Regions from separate parts of the Pelodiscus sinensis genome. Here region 1 is linked to region 2. The links are chromatin contacts, called in public Hi-C maps. All regions are on one chromosome and are shown on one strand. The core of a region is the stretch at or near the end of the contact, and the rest is flanking DNA. Distances in the headings are between cores, read along the strand shown. Region 1 holds the start of CCDC32 (coiled-coil domain containing 32). Region 2 holds the start of KNSTRN (kinetochore localized astrin (SPAG5) binding protein).

The links. A called contact is a pair of places that touch in the nucleus more often than the background predicts.
Region 1: a contact with region 2 is called in a Hi-C map of blood, with 7 times the contacts expected there. The contact joins the promoter of CCDC32 here to the promoter of KNSTRN in region 2. A contact is called at or near these places in 2 of 5 Hi-C or Micro-C datasets (blood and an unstated tissue).

Annotation. Positions count from the first base shown.
Region 1 is chr4:63,136,038-63,141,086 of ASM4963464v1, forward strand. CCDC32 (coiled-coil domain containing 32) reads right to left here and starts at 1,382. Exons shown (of 4, transcript XM_006128662.4): 1 at 479-1,382. LOC102463330 (protein-L-isoaspartate(D-aspartate) O-methyltransferase-like) reads left to right here. Exons shown (of 8, transcript XM_075926111.1): 2 at 1,782-1,928; 3 at 2,717-2,821.
Region 2 is chr4:62,692,863-62,697,442 of ASM4963464v1, forward strand. It overlaps KNSTRN (kinetochore localized astrin (SPAG5) binding protein), which reads left to right and starts at 2,852. Exons shown (of 8, transcript XM_075927095.1): 1 at 2,852-3,147; 2 at 4,454-4,580. The coding sequence starts at 2,865.

The DNA.
Region 1 (5,049 bases), core at 132-2,631, 440 kb after region 2:
AAGGCAGCAATTCTGCTGCAGTGAATAAAGTCTCAGATTTGCTGAAGCCTATTCACATGGGCAAAAAAGGTGTGATTACAAAAATGTTCTTGTTCCGTTATATAAATCCAAAACAACCAAGTGTGGTTCAGATCCCATTGCATGCGCATCCCCATTCAGGGGAAGGTAAACAAGTGGGGGGCTGCCCATCTTCCTTGCGGGGCACGTTGCTTGCTTCAGGGGGCATTGGCCAGGCATGAAAATAAAGGTTCAAAATCCTAGCAGGTGCAGCCTTTCGGCTGGTGGCGATGCCAATGGCCTCACCACGGAGGCCCCTCAGCCTTGGGGAGCTGCCGCTGGAGCTGCCTCCTCGGCCTTTCCCCAGCAGGACCCAGAGGTGCGCTGACAGTCCCCCCCTCCTCCTCCTCCTCCTCCTCCTTTCCCTTCCCCCCGACAGCTGCGATACCCCAGGACCCGCACAGCTCAATGAGCCACCTACCTGCGTCCCCCACTGCCGCTCCCTCTTCCCCCAGGCTAGGACGAATCGGGGCGCGCTGAGGTGTCACTGACGTGCAGCCTGACAAATCAGCGACGGAAGGGCACTGCCATGCCAGCCATTGGCTACACCAAGTGCCAGAGGGCGGGGAATATAGCGCCGTGCTTGGCGTGACGCCATCTTAAAACCGGGCGGAAGTTGTCCTTTCCTACAACAAACGCCAGGAAGGGCAGCCGCTGTAACTCATAGACTAGGTGAGGCCGGGAAAGTGGGCCTGTCTGCGGTATGAGCGCGCGGAGGAGGGCCTAGTGCGCTTGCGCAGGTGAGTCTGATGCTCCCACTTCCGCAGGGGCAGCGCGGGGTGCTAGGGAAGGACGCTGCGGTGTCGTGCCCCGCTCCGCCCCACTTCCTGCGAGCTTGGAGCCCCCAGTCCGCTGCGCGGGCGGGGCTGCGCTGCTCCCTTCCGCGGCGCCAATCGCCCCCGCCTCGAGCTGGGCCGGGGCGCGCGTCTCAGCTTCCCGCGCTGCACCCGCAGCCTCCCGCGCGGGGAGGGTTGATTTTTTCGCCTCCGGTTCTTACTCGCTGGCCCTTGAGTCCGAGGGTTAAATTGCCAGGCTGGTGCGCGCCCAGGCGGGTCAGAGCAGCGGGGCGGCCTTGAGAGGGGCGAGACTGGAAACTGCGCAGCCCTCAGGGCCGCCCCCGGCCCCCTCGCCAGTAAGGCGCCCGCGCGCTGTTGTGCAACGGGACGTTTCTCTGATTCTCCCGCCCCCTCTCCCCCACACGACGTGTTGCATTGCACTTTACTGCGCGTCCTAATCGCCCCTTTGGGTGAGGCCCAAGACTTTCCAGCGAAATGAACGGCCAGGAGCTTTGCACAAAGCAGCCCCTACAGCTGAACGTGGTATTTGACTAGTGACTTTTAAAAAGATCCTGCTACTGCTGATTTTTACAGTGGCTCCTCAGTTACAAAGGTGCACATTTCAAAGGAGGAATGCAGACGTGCCTATGGACTACTTGACTAGTAAATTCGTTGTTAACATCCTTAGTTGCCAGAGCAATCTGAGGCATTCTTGTAGTGCAGATCTTTGTGGTCTGAGGCCTTGATTTTTCAGGGTTAGTAATCAGGCTGTAACAAATGCAAAGGTCATTAGAATTGTTTATTGGCTGTAGAGAATGTATATCATTTTAACTTTCCCAGTCACAAATGGCCAAGATTTTGAGTTCTTCAGGCTGTTATCAGAGCTGGTTTTAAACTTTGTCTCTCTCTTTCTTCCACCTCTCCTTCCTTTCATGACTGACACACAAGGCCTGGGAGGCCACTGTGCATTTCTAAGAGATGAGCAGTGCCTACAGTGTATTATGCTTACTGTGTTCATGGGACTGTTGCTCACAAGAACCATGGCCTGGACTTCAAGTGGGAAAACACATGCTGAGCTACTCAATAATCTTTACAGTGAGTACCACCAGCAGCCCCTCTTCAGAGATCACATTTAAAGCTGATGATAAAATTTCTCAGCACTTTAACAGGTGTGAAAAATCAAACCTACAATAGACTGGGGTTGTAATCAATCATTCTAAAATGTCATGCAATAGTTTTGGTGCTTCTGTCTTTATCCCCATCACAATCTGGATGTCACAGCCTGAAACCATTCTGTTTCTAATTCTAAGAAGAACACGAAGCTAGGATTAATAAGAGACTAAGGCCCAAAGTCTCTCTGATGGGGGGAGGGGGATGTAATTTGGGTTTATGCACAACACTAGTTGTGTAATTCTCTAGACAGTTACATATAACAGAGATCCAATGTGCTGTTTTGGGACTAGAATAGTTGAGTAAAATCCCATTTAATTGGTTAACCCTGTGATTCTCAAACTGTGGGTCCTGACCCCCCTGGGGGGTTGCGAGCAATTTGGGGGGGGTATCACAAAGCTCGAGACCCCCTGGGTTAACAGGTTAAACGTTGTTTAACCATTTAAATGGGAGGGGGGGAATTACTCTGGGCCCAGCCAGAGAAGCCCCTGACCAGGTAGCAGGTAGGGAGCTGCTCCAGGCCTCACCTGTTAACCTTAACCCATAAGGCACATCCATTAAGGGTGAGGTTTACTTGTTAAGCATTCACATTTGTATTGGTATTCCCCACTGCTTTTTGGACAATGATTATGGTTCCACTGCCTCTCCTTCTAAACCTGAGTGTTTTATACAGTGCTAAATAGCTGAAGTCTTCCTCTCCATTCTTTTTGTAGAAAATGGAGTGATTAAATCTCAACGAGTCTTGGATGTGTTAATGGCCACAGATAGAGCCCACTACATCAAGTATTTCCCATACATGGATTCTCCTCAGTCAATAGGTATGAAACTTGTAGCAGAATGACACTTTTATGGTATGTGTAATAACTGCATAAAACTCAGTGATTCTTTGGTAGAGGGAAGACACAGGATAAGTTTGCAGGTCTTGATTTACTATGCTAGCAAGTCTTGCCTTGGAATAGTGTCAGGAACGGGAAAGAGCCCATATGCACTCTTTCTGCTAGTTCAAGAAGAAAAGTATCAGAATGGGTCTACTCATGGGTTTCTCTCAAAGAAAGAACAAGATTCTACCCTTTGAAGGCTGGGAATTCTCATGGGGCTACTGTATTTGAAGTAGGGATGTAATAGTATAGCTGGTTAAACAATTAAATAAGCAGTGGCTTATCGTTTAATCCTATCAGCTACATGGAAAACATCCCCCCCCCCCCTTGTGGCTCTGCATTTAAAGTATTTTGGGAGCTGGCACACAGACATGCTGGCTCAGTCCTGGCTCGTGCCAGTCCTGGCAGCAACCCCCATTGCAGAGCCACTTATTGGTTAACTGTGTAAGGAACAATTTTTTGTTGGCTACACAATTACCAAATTACACAGTTCATAACATCCCTAATTTGAAGAACAAAACTCTTTATGAAGTGTAGAAAGTACAAATGTCTGATCACTGTTTCTTGACACAAGGTATGTTTACATTTAGGACAGTGTATGGTGAACTGACACAGCATGTAGCACTGGCATTGGTAAAAATAGCAGTGTAGATGATAGCAAAGCATGGCTTAGGCAAGAACAGCACCTAATATGCTTACAATTATATACCCTACCAGCGCTGGACATACCCAAGCAGGGCCTCACAAGTTGACACAGCTGTTGCTGGAGCATTTCCCTACAGTAATGAAAGACTCCAGCAGTTGCCCCTCCATGCCTTTCTTCACTGCCTTTGCTACATGTAGTGGCAAGTCTGGATACAGGCTGCAGTAAAAACAGACTCGAGCTCAGTGGTCACCAACCAGTAGATCAGACCAGAGCCTGCGACCCCAACCAGCTGCCCCTACCTGGTGAAAGGAAGAGAGGATATGGGAGGGGGAGGAGAGAGTGAGCAGGGGTGAGGCCTCAGAGAAGGGACACTAAGGAGGCAGGGCAAGGGTATTTGGGTTTGAGGTAGATCTTGGATTGCACTTAAATTCAAAACATGATCTCATGCTTAAAAAGGTTGGAGACCAGTGCTCTAGCTATATGTGTAATGCACATATGCTACCCACTGCTGGTGTGAATGTCAGAAGTGCTTTGTGTGCACAAATCCAGTTGACTTTAGTAGGAGTTCTGTTGTGGCAACTCAGTATCTCTGAGAATAGTCATTTGGGCCAGAAAAGAAGAAAACGGTAAAACTTCTGTTTGTTTTCCTCTATTGATTACACTGTTTGCATGTATATTAGTGCATATAGAAATACGGTAGATTCAAAGAGTAAAATATTGGTGCTTTCAAACTGGTTTGTGATAAAGTGAAAGCCTCCTGGAAATGGCTTTTTCCTTCCAAATATAATGTCAGAAAATGAGAATTAAAAAAAAAAAATAGCTACAAGATAAGAGGACAAATCCTGACTCTGCAATATCATTGACTTACCACTTAAAACAGGAGACATGTTTTGAGTGGGGGCAGGGGGAATAAACTTTGAGGTTAGGCTGTAGTTTCAGAGGGATAGCTGTGTTAGTCTGTAAATTAAAAAAAATAAACGAATAGGCCTGCAGCACCTTAGACTAATAAAAATATAGATGAGCTTTCATGGGCACAACCCTCTTCTTTATTTGAGGGATGAAGCCATTTTTTGACTCTCATTCATGAATTCACATTCACTGTGAATAATTTCCTTGAAAATCATTCTATGGGACTGTTTTTTCCCTCCTAAGTCATAAGGTATAGTATACACACGTGTACCCTCAGCCCTGAAGACTTCCCTTGCAACTTTGTCTGAATCAACATTTTAAACACCTGAAGTTGAAATCTTTATCACTGATATCTTAACGCAGACATATCTATAGCACAGATACTTTTTGTAGCTTCTCTTCTGAATTCTGAGAAACCTTGAATTATTATCCATTCTAGGACTTCTCACTGCTGCCTCCACTACCACCTCTGATTTCTCAGACAACTAATTTTTTACACCAAACACACTGAAATATCTGTTTGACTTGTCTCCTGTTTTGAGTTTATCCACTTTATTGGCTTACTCTCCTAGACAATTTGTGGTATTACAGTACTGTAACTATTTTTGTGACT
Region 2 (4,580 bases), core at 1,602-4,101:
ACATTGTTTCAGCCTTGTAATTATTCATTCCTGTGGTTTGCCATATGTACGAAACACTATGGACAAGCTGTCTTGCTGCCTATTTTTCCTGAAAAGTCCAAAGTATGAAGGTCTGCTTTTGTCCATCATCAGCAAAGAGTTATCAGAGACATAGGGTCAGAAGGCATAAATTGACCTGTTCAGGACAAGGTCAGTAAAAAGACATATTGTGTATCAACACTTCTATGAAGCACACCTGTTTATTATTACAGCTTTGGAACTAATTGTTCATGGAATTAATCAAGACTGATGTGGAGAAGCCTACCAGAATGTCAAATGGGACCCTAAAAACAAGGCAGAGGCCAATAGTTTGCTTGCATGTCTTGCTGGGTGGCAGTATATGAGGGGCATAAATGACTACAGACACAAAAGGGGGGGGGCTTGATCAAATATGTTTTAAAACCACTAATCTCAACAAACCTGTATATCACAGAACACCATCACCGTAAACCTAAAGCCAAAGTTAGACGAAAACACTAAGATTACAGGAGGCTAAACTATTATGTGGCACAGGCAAATAACAGAAGAGACTGAGGAGTACCAGTAGTGCCTGAGACCCTCATAATGGCAGGGAAATTATGAGATATACCCAGATAAGCCCAGTGAGTGACCTGCACCCCACTCACTGCAAAGGAAGGCCTCTAAAGTTACTGCCAATCGGATGGGGGAAAATTTCACCTTGACTAACATGTGATGGGCATGTGAGCAAGGAATCTAGTCCTGGTCCTCCTATCCAATATCCCATTTCCAGCCATGGCTATTCCTGATGCTTGGATGAAGATTTTTAAAACAAAAACACCACTGCTTAGAATATTCCCTTCCAGATCCCTGCAAGTAGCTATCTGAAAACCAGAAGCATGAGCATTTAGAGAGCTAGGACATAAACAAAGTGAGACTCAGAACTGGTAAGCCTTCCTTGCTACCATCACAAGCAATCCACTCATATAACTGCACTCAGAAATTTGTCCATTTCCTTGAAATTAAATTCTTTATCCTCACAAATTTTATTGCATGAATCTCACCCCTTTGATGGTGAGAAACTTTCTAATTTCCAGCCAAAATTTGTTCATATCCAGTTTATATCTATTTGTTCTTGTGCACACTTTATTCTTTAGCATACATAGCTCTTCACCCTCCCTGGTATTTCCCTCTGTAGCTTATTTACAGAGTAGCAATATCTCATCTCAGCTTTCTGACAGAGACTCAGGAATACTATTCCTATCCATCCTGGCTAATAAGTATTGATGGACCTAACCTCCATGAATTTATATAGTTCATTTTTGAACCCTGTTAAAGTCCTGATCTTCACATCCTCTGGCAAGGAGTTCCACAGGTTGACAGTGTGCTACATGAAGAAAAACTTCCTCTCATTTGCTTCAGAGGAGTAGCCGAGTTAGTCTGTACTAGAAAAACTTTAAAAACGAATAGTCTAGTAGCACCTTAAAAACTAACAAAATATGTAGATGGTATCATGAGCTTTTGTGGATACAACCCACTTCTTCAGGTGACTGGACATCCGCAGAATCTTTAAGGTGCTACTAGACTATTTGTTGTTTTTTACATTTTTTCTTTTCATTTGTTTTAAACCTGCCACCTGTTGACTTCATTTGGTGACTTCTAGTTCTTATGGTGTGGGGAAAAAGTATATTAACTTTTCCTTACTCACTTCCTCCGTACCTGTTGGCTGTGTCTAGACTGGCAAGTTTTTCCAGCCAGCTGTCTACACTGGCCGCTTGAATTTCCTCAAGAACACTGACTTCCTACTGTCTGAAATCAGTGCTTCTTGTGGAAATAATATGCTGCTCCCGTTGGGGCAAAAGTCCTTTTGCGCAAAGCTTTTGTGCAAAGGGGCCAGTGTAGACAGCTCAGATTAGTTTTGTGCAAAAAAAGCCCATTGTGAAAATGGCGATGGGGGCTTTTTTGTGCAAAAGTGCGTCTAGATTGGCACGGACACTTTTCCGCAAAAAGTGCTTTTGCGGTAAAGCGTCCGTGCCAATCTAGACGTTTTCCGCAAATGCTTTTAACGGAAAACATTTCCGTTAAAAGCATTTGCTGAAAATCATGCCAGTCTAGACGTAGCCGTTATTATATATACCTATCATAACCCTCCCCGCTTAGTCTCCTCTCCAGAGCACGCTTACTGGAGGGACCACGGTGGGGGAGGGGGAGGAGTGTTCGCACCCTTGCAGTTCACATTTACCAAAAAAAAAAAGTGCACGTGCACACACACCTCGCAATTCCTGCATATTGGGCCTGTGCTAGCTACTGAACAGGTGCTACCGGTTTCCTCATTGGGAGCCAGCACGTCCAGGAATATTTCCCCTCTTCCCCTACAAGCGACTAACTGCAAACTTTCCCCCACCTCAAAATCGAGGGGCCTAGACTAAGCCCGGCACTGAACAGTTGCTAGGTCTGCCTATGCCGGGCTCTGCCACTGGGCTTAAGCGCGAGGACTCCACTACTCGCGCTGTCTCACGCGTAGGTGGAACAGGCAGACGGCGCCTACACGCCCGAGCGGTCCCGCAGCAGGGCTAGGCAGGACTGGGGTGGCTGCCTTGCTACGCCATTGGCTGAGGGGTGGCTGCTCTGCCGCGCCATTGGCTAGCTGGTAGCCACCGCCTAGAGAGGATTCCGCCTCCCTCACCTCAAAGCCACGCAGCGTCACGCAGACCCCTGGAGGCAGGATGTTGCCCGCCCATTCTCACCGCCCAAGGGAGACTCCCTGAGGGGTCACGTGCGCTCCCCGGCGACGCCCCTCCCATTTACCCCTCGCGGCTCAGGGCAGGGAGTGAAGCCGTGCGGGGGCTTCACTTTCCCCACCGCGCATGTGCAGCATTGGGCCGGACCTGCGCACTAGGAAGGTGCCGCCAGCCGGCTCTGCGCCTGCGCGCTTCTTTGCCCAGTCCTCCTTCCGTAGCCGTCCCCATTTCAAACGGCCGCGGGAACGGAGCCGTGTCTGTTGCTCGGCTCTGCGCAGAGCCCCGGGCTGGCCGGGCAACCCCTCGCGGTGTCTCGCGCCGACAGATGGGGCCATGGAGCGCGAGACTTCCAGGATCCCGGTCTATGGCTCCCGCCAGCGCCCCGCGCCCTCCCACCGCCTCCCCACAGGTCCGCGGCGCCCGCCCGAGCGCGTTGTCGGGGGGGGGGGGGGGGGGGGTTCAGCTTGTGGTCCCAGTGCCAGAGTCCCCCGAGCCGCTGTTGGTTTCAGAGCCTAGGCAGGGAGCAGGTGTGCGCCAGACAGTCAGTGTCTCTAGTGCTGAGTGAGCGGCAGGCGGGAATACGGCCCTTCCCGTTCTTAGGGTGAATGGGCCCACTCTGGATGTGATTTAATCACACGAGATGTTTCTCCTACTCGAAGGCTGCGTCTAGACTGGCATGATTTTCTGGAAATGCTTTTAACGGAAAAGTTTTCCGTTAAAAGCATTTTTGGAACAGAGCGTCTAGATTAGCACGGATGCTTTTCCACAAAAAAGCCCAGATCACCATTTTTGCGATCGGGGCTTTTTTGTGGAAAACAAATCTGAGCTGTCTACACTGGCCCTTTTGCGCAAAAGCTTTGCGCAACAGGGACTTGTGCCTGAACGGGAACAGCATAGTATTTCCGCAAGAAGCACTGACTTCTTACAGTAGGAAGTCAGTGCTTTTGTGGAAATTCAAGCGGACAGTGTAGACAGCTGGCAAGTTTTTCCGGCAAAGCGGCTGATTTTCTGGGAAAAACTGACCAGTCTAGAGACAGCCTAAAAGTTTTAAATCGTTCTGTTCTTTGCTCAATATGGCGCCGCATTGGCTATCAAAGCAGTGTTCCTGTACCTGCCTGATGTTGAAATGATAGTCTGTGACATGAAGCCCTCCCACTCCGTGCTGGAATGGTGAACTACATTCTGAAATTGTTTACCATAGCCCCTCCAAAAGTTAAAGATCATAAAATATTCAAGGTGAGCCTGTATCCCCTTTGGAGATTATAGGAATGGGGGGGAGGGGTTAGGATGCTTTTTTGTTATTGCTATTCGCATCTTGTTAGAAGGAAATGTTAATGTGCAAGTGATTCTACCTACAGATGATAAAATGTGTTTGTTTTTGTAAATGTGTAACTACTGAGCAGTTACACATTTACATGCCAGGAAGGGGGAGGTGGTAGCTGGTGCTTGCAGGGAATCCCTCCTATTTCCTTTTCCTCCCTCTCTTTCTCCCCCTCCCCCCTCCAATGAAGCTGCCTCTGATGGGGGGGGGCTGCACGTAACTGTGATGGTTAACTAATGAGCCCAGCCTCATTGGTTAACGGTGTATATGGGTACATGTTCATGTCCCTAATTCTGCCTAAGTTCAAGATTTTTTTTTTTTCATGCACAAGCTGGAGAACTGCTTGCTCTTGTTAATTCCTTACATTGCTCTGTGGTGGTTCATCTTTTTGCAGATGCACAGACTTCATTTCCATCAAAGAAACAACATATCAACAAAACAGTAGAGCCAGAATTCAGCAAAGATCCCAATTTCACTTTTAGCTCAAATGTTCCAGAAGATGGTGTAATCAAAGCTAAAAA